2 separate regions of the Hordeum vulgare genome follow, and region 1 is linked to region 2. A link is a contact called in public Hi-C data. All regions are on one chromosome and are shown on one strand. Each heading gives the region's core, a stretch centred on a gene start, on an enhancer-like site or on the middle of the called end of the contact. The rest is flanking DNA. Distances are from core to core; before and after follow the strand shown. Region 1 has its middle 21 kb from the start of LOC123398204. Region 2 overlaps LOC123395488.

Region 1 (3,212 bases), core at 678-3,177, 370 kb after region 2:
TAAACACACTATGTCATCTGCCCCGCATACACATCAAACGGAATATTTCATTAATTTCAAAATATAAGGAGTATTAGTTTTTGGAAAAGTCAAATTCTTCAACTTTGACCAAGTTGAGACAAAAATATTGGCATCCACAATATTATATAAAAAAATTGAAAATTCATTTAACGGTGAATCTAATCACAACAATTTGACATTATGGATTTTGATATATTTATCTATAAATTTAATTAAATTTGAAAGATTTGATATTTAAAAAAAATACCCTCTGTAAATAAATATAAGAGCATTTAGATCATTATTTTAGTGATCTAAACATGCTTATATTTCTTTACGGGGAAGTAATACACATTGTATTTAAAAAAAAGATTACTTTTTTTAATCTAACGACGCAGCTAAGCATGCCCATTCCTTCTACTCCCTTCGTTCCTAAATATAAGTCTTTTAAGCGATTTCACTAAGGGACTACATACGGAGCAAAATGAGTGAATCTACACTCTAAAGTATGTCTATATACATCCGTATGTAGTCCTCTAGCGGAATCTCTAAAAAGACTTATATTATGGAACGGAGGGAGTAGTTTTTATGAATGTACACTTGCAAAAGTCTAAAATAGTGAGAGCATCTATATAAAGTCAAGATTTAAATCCAGGTCGATGGGTGTGTCATCGGGAAAAATCTAACGAACTACGCTATGTTTAGTTGGCAACGTCAAGATAAAATATAGTATAACCCACGTTTTTTGTGAAGTCAAATCCTTTTTAAGTTCGCCAAATTTGTAACAAATGGCTTTGTAAATTTTAGTAGACTTGGGTAGTTTTTGAAATCTCGATCCATTACAAAAGTAAAACTTTAGTTGAGTTAAAAGTATTTGCATACATTTTCTGTTAAGCCGAAATTGAACTTTTCTGAACTTAATGAAGACCTAACTAAATCTCAGCCGATTTAGACATAAACAAATCCTTATATTAATAAATCGACATGTATAATGTGATCCATTTTTTACATTGTGTAGAGAGATGATAGGATGCAACACACATGTATTCACGGGCATCCAGTGCCAATATATAAGATGTACAAAAGGTCATCATGTTGAGGACTAAGCCGAGATTAACGTACATATGTATACACGACTACATAGACTAGGGACCCAACACATTGTTCTTTGTAAGGCTGATCATAGTGAGAGTATCATATAGTAGCATCATATGATATTATTGTATGATACTATCTTTATAATGCATAGTATCATAACCTAGTATCATAGATGATCTTATTTATTAACATGCATGACACATAGTAGCATATCATTTAACATGTTACGGTTTCTACCTATGTTACTCTAACCTCCTTTTTTTTAAATGTCTGTCACATCAGCATGTTTGCTAGTTAGAAGTACATGATACTACTTCCTCCATCACAGTTTATAAGGCATGCACGTGTACCTAGGTCGTCAATTTGACTTATATAAAATATATTATTTAACATAAAAAAATTATATCATTAAAGATGGAACATCTAAAGTTTTTAATGATATATTTTTTGTAATATATGTTTTTCATTAAGTTGGTCAAATTAACGTCCTAGATACACGTGTCGGACTTATAAACTGAAACGGAGGGAATACCTAAGTTACTTTCACTATGACCAGCCTAATGTTCTTTTTCCCTTTCGATTAGCAAACTGAGAGGAGAAGAGCGCGTTCAAATTTCCACACCGAAAGGGCGCTGTTTTCGTGGAAGATCACATGAGCTTAACACAAACTACAGTACAAAAGTGTCACCGTTGTATTTGTCTCCTGGACATGGCATGGTTAGTCATTCTGCATTTTTCTGCCGCCTCCATCGCACCACTCGAGTGCAAGGCAGGACGACTGCCTGGGAAAGAACAAACCGCGTGGTTTCCTGACAACTGTCTGAGGGCTTGCCTTCCAATCAGCTGAGAAGGTCCGTTTAGTTTAGTTGATTGATGCACAGTAGCGACGGCTTGTACAGTCGAGGCCACGTGGCACATGACGCGTCTCGTCCGTTCCTATGCACGCCAAGCTGCCTCCTATAGTAGGAGGTGATGAAACGCATTGACAAAATTCTACGCGGCTCTCCCCGGAGATGAAGGTCATCCGACTGCAAAAGTAGGCCCGTGGAAGCTTAATAAAGAATGCTGATTGGGGCAAACGAGGAGATACTTTATGCTTAAATCTTAGAGTATTAAGGACCATGTAATGTTTGATGCATAAGATTGACAATTAAGGAGATTATTTTCTTAGAAAAGAAGGTTAAACCCACGGCCTCTGCATCAATCGACGCATGCAGCCATCTTTATTAATTATTTCACAGAGGTCTGACAAAAACATACATCAATCTATTCGAAGTCATCACTCACATCTATAAAGTCGATAATATGGAGTGCTCTCACTCCCCTATATCTAAAATCGGTGTCATCGTCAATCCACCCACATAACGCATCGGGACAAACAGCCGGTGCAGCACACCTAAAACGCACCGTTTTAGAAGCCGTCGTCATCATCGGTCCACTGACCCATCTTCAGGAGAGAGATCCGCATCATGCTTGCCAGTCCGAACATTCGTCGACGCCACCACGACGCCCAACGACGCTACCGCCATGCGGTCATCCGTTCAAACGCGAAGATTCTGAAATAACTGTCGTGCGTAGCACCCGCCAATCAGGCATCACTCAACATAGCACGTGTCGGACATGCTTGACTTGACAACTCCACCAAAACGCTATGCAAGACGAAACCGCTCCACCTTCTGCCTCTGTCATCCAGCGCTGCTCCACAAACGATGCTTCCAAGAGAGAAACAGCACCGCGGTGCCGCCATCGTTCGATCTGGAAGACTAGATCCTACGTTTTCCCCCGAAGCAGTGCCCACCACCACAAACTGTCAAGGACCCATATAGTGCCCACCACCACTCAACCCTCAAGGCGACGCCTTTAGGAAGGTCAGGACGTCACCGCTGCCCACCGGAGTTAGGGTTTTCACCCGCGAGGCACGGAGGTGGGAAGTGGAGGAGTAGGCGTAGACCGACGTATCCAAGAAGAACAGTGGCGCCCTTGAGTGTTGTCATCGGCGGGGCCAGCCGGGGCCAACCAAGGGGTTTCCCCCAATCTGGATCTTCCTCCACCAGCTTCATCCGCGACCACACCGGCACCGCTAGGACCCCGCGTGTAGGATCGAAAGTATGTCT
Region 2 (3,410 bases), core at 128-2,627:
ATAATAGTGAGTGTAAACTGAAGACAGTCAAACACTTAATGTAAAAATGTTGTTGTTTCAAATTTTGTGGTACTATAGTACTAGGATGTTTGTTGAAGTGGTGGACACATATAGCAGGATGTGGGACAACCTGCGGGTGTCCCACCTACAGGCTGAGTCTCTGAGCAAGCGAAGCCAGATGTTAAGCTAGGCACAGGACAGTGACTTAATTTGATGACTGCTACTGCTGCACTGGTGTTCTCCGTCTCTGGTCACTGATTTGTTCCGACGGATACGTAAAGGATGTGCCTCAAGGACCTTCCCTTCCACCAGCCTATACCATACCAACATAGCGCCTTTTTTAGTATTTTTTTAGAACTATTACCTTTTTTAGTGTCTTTTTTAGTCGATCGCTTGGACTTGGAGCTTGTATCACGGTGCCGCGGAGGGTTATGTTCCCCGAATTGAGATGTAATACAATAGCACAATTGGACTGGCACAATACAGTAGCGTCGCACATGTCTTCCTGTTTTTTTTAATCTGTTTTACATGGTTTGTTTGCTTGTTCTTTTTCCAATATCTTTCCTCACTTATTTTGTTTTCTTTTTTTAGTAACAAATGTCTAGTTCTTTTCACACACTATATCTATTTTTGTACACATCAGGACCATTATTTATACAAGTCTACCATTTTTCAGATACATGATTACCATTTCTTCAAATAAATATTTTAATTTCTTATTTATTTTCGTATATGTTGTATTTTTTATGCATCTGAAACATTATTTGTATTCATGTTTATTATTTTTCAAATACATTATCAACTTTTTTTAAATGCATGTTTTAATGTCTACTTTTTTCATACAAATTGCAACATTTTGACTACACATCTGAAACAATATTTTTAAACACGCACAACATTTTCCAAATACATGATTAAAATATTATTTCAAATACATGCTATGATGTTTATTTCTTTTCATACACGTTGTACATCTTTCTTATACATCTGAAAGACTGAAACGTATATATTTTTCGAGTATAAGATTTTTCAAAAATGTCACATGTATTCTTTGAAACAAATGAAGTTTTTTAAATGTCATTCACATTTCTTTAAGGCTACCAATACTTTTTAAAATACATGCTTACAAAAATTATATACTATTTTTTTCCAATTTATGGTGGACATTATTAACTTTAGGGAATATATATATTTATACATAAAAAATGAAAATAAAAAAGGAGGAAAAATAACACAGACGTGTGATTTGCGTGTGGGACAAAGAAGTCACGCAACTCCCTAGCACCATGGGGCGGCTGGCCCATATACAGAAGGAAGGGTTGTATGTGATCCGTCTTTTTTTACCATGGAAACAGTAGGAGACCCTTCTACTCCATTTTGGAGAGTCACTGTTCGACGCCCACAGGCGGCGTCCAATAGACGCGCTGACGTACAGGGCGTGCGCAAATGACCGGCCCTGTAAGAGGAACTGTAGCGACAGAAGTACTGTAACAGTTGTTTGGCTGTAGCAAACCAATTTTTTTTTATTTTCCAAAATTGGGGTTTAATGTTTATTTTGAACCTCTTATTTTTACATAGTTTTATGTAATATAATAACATTAATAGTATATGGTTAACATTTTTCAAAAATACACTGAAATTGATTTTATAATACAGTGAACTTTTTTGTAATATATGGTTGACATTTATCAAAAACGCACTGATCATTTTACTAAATACAGAATGAGTATTTTTTAATAAAGTGAACTTTTTTTGTAATACATGTTGAACATTTCTAAATACACATTGAACTTTTTCGTAATGTAGAATGAACCTTTTTTTAATACATGTTGAACTCTTTGTATTATATGATGAAAAATACACTTAAAACTTTGTAATGCATGGTAAAAAATCATAATACATGATGAAGTATTTTGTAAATATATGGCAACATTTTCATAATATATGATGAACATTTTTCTAATACGCGGTGGATATTTTGTATAATACACAAAAAACAGCAAAAAAGATAAACAAAAGGAAAAAATAAAGCAAAACGGAAAAAACAGTAGAAAACTATAACGTGGAAGAAGATGAAAAAAACGAAAGAAACAATAGCGAATGAAGTAACAGCATGAACCGTGTAGTCGGTCGGTCCAACTTGCTTTAATGTCTGCATTTGCTTGATAGTTTGACGCCCATGGGCGGCAAATAGAAATCGGCTGCATTTTGCTTTTCTATCTCAAAAGAATAAGTATATATTTACATGTGAAGTCCTCACACACCACTTTGGGTGTGTGGAAAAAGGTAAAGAAGTGGCTACACTAGTAGGTGGTGTTCAGGTATGCACACACGTAAAGGTAGTCATAAACTGCTCCTTTTCTTCTTCAGAGACTCTAAATCTCAGATTGAAGAAGTCTTGGTTAAATCTTTCCTTCCACGAGAAGAAAGTTGTTGGTATTGCATGGAAATAATTGTTATTACGTTCCTTTCGAAGGCTCAAGGCCGCCACTAGAAGATGTCCATGAACATGCCCCTCCTCCACTTGTTTTTTCTAGCCTCAACAATTTGTAGTATATCCCCAATCGGTGGTCACTGAACATCCAGAGATTGCCAACATGCTAGGCTAAAGGTGCATTGAATGAACAGATGCTCAACTGTATCTTCACCGTGTGTTTCACACAGAAGACAATCCAGGTTGTTTCCATTGTCGTAGTGTCTCTGTTTGAGTATGTTTCTAGTGTTTATTTTGTTGGAAAGGAGGAGCCATCCAAAACCCCTAAGTTTGGGGGTGCTCTTGGACTTCCATAGCCATTTGAAGGCCTCGTGCACTATTACATCTTTCAAGTAGTAAGCATAGTACGCCGCTGCCTTGAATTCATTCGCCTCCCAGATGTAGGACCATTTGTAATTGCTGAATCTTGAAATATCAGTGTCTCTTAGATCCACTTGCAGTTGCTTCACTTCATCATGGTCTTGAACAAATAGTAGGGGGTGGAAGGCGGTTCATAGTTCTCAAGTGAGAAGAAAGCTTCTCACTGATGCATCTAGGATTGTAGTATACGAAAAGGCCCTTGGATACTTATTAGCGAGTATTACTTTATGTCGTACATCCTTACAGAAGAGTGATGTAGTGCCACACTTAATCTGCACCATGGAGATCTCTTTGAAGAACAAACTAAGTTGCATGACATCGCGCCACCAAAAGGATCCACACAGGTCCGTTGCATGGGGGATCACGTGTGAATAATAGGTGTTCTAGACCAAGTTCACCATGGAACAATTGTTGAACTTGTGTAAGAATTTGAATAGCAATGCGTCATTTTGCACTTGTAGGTTTAGAACTCCAATGCCACCGTTTGGGTTGACAAACCATTTTCCATGAAGTAAGGGAGTTGCATTTAGGCCCATCGTCTGCTTTCTTGTTCATA

Evidence for each region. A called contact is a pair of places that touch in the nucleus more often than the background predicts.
Region 1: a contact with region 2 is called in a Hi-C map of leaf, with 2.7 times the contacts expected there. The contact joins two enhancer-like sites. A contact is called at or near these places in 2 of 6 Hi-C or Micro-C datasets (leaf and seedling).

What each region holds. Positions count from the first base shown.
Region 1 is chr5H:108,429,429-108,432,640 of MorexV3_pseudomolecules_assembly, forward strand. No RefSeq gene overlaps it. Among protein-coding and RNA genes, the nearest start is that of LOC123398204, 21 kb to the right of the region's middle. Within about 2 kb of position 1,928, at least 2 of the 3 cell types and tissues checked have open chromatin away from gene starts, as enhancers often do. A contact at or near this core is called in leaf, where this site is marked.
Region 2 is chr5H:108,057,929-108,061,338 of MorexV3_pseudomolecules_assembly, forward strand. LOC123395488 reads left to right here. Exons shown (of 2, transcript XM_045090493.1): 2 at 118-679. The coding sequence ends at 164. Among protein-coding and RNA genes, the nearest start is that of LOC123395488, 32 kb to the left of the region's middle. Within about 2 kb of position 1,378, at least 2 of the 3 cell types and tissues checked have open chromatin away from gene starts, as enhancers often do. A contact at or near this core is called in leaf, where this site is marked.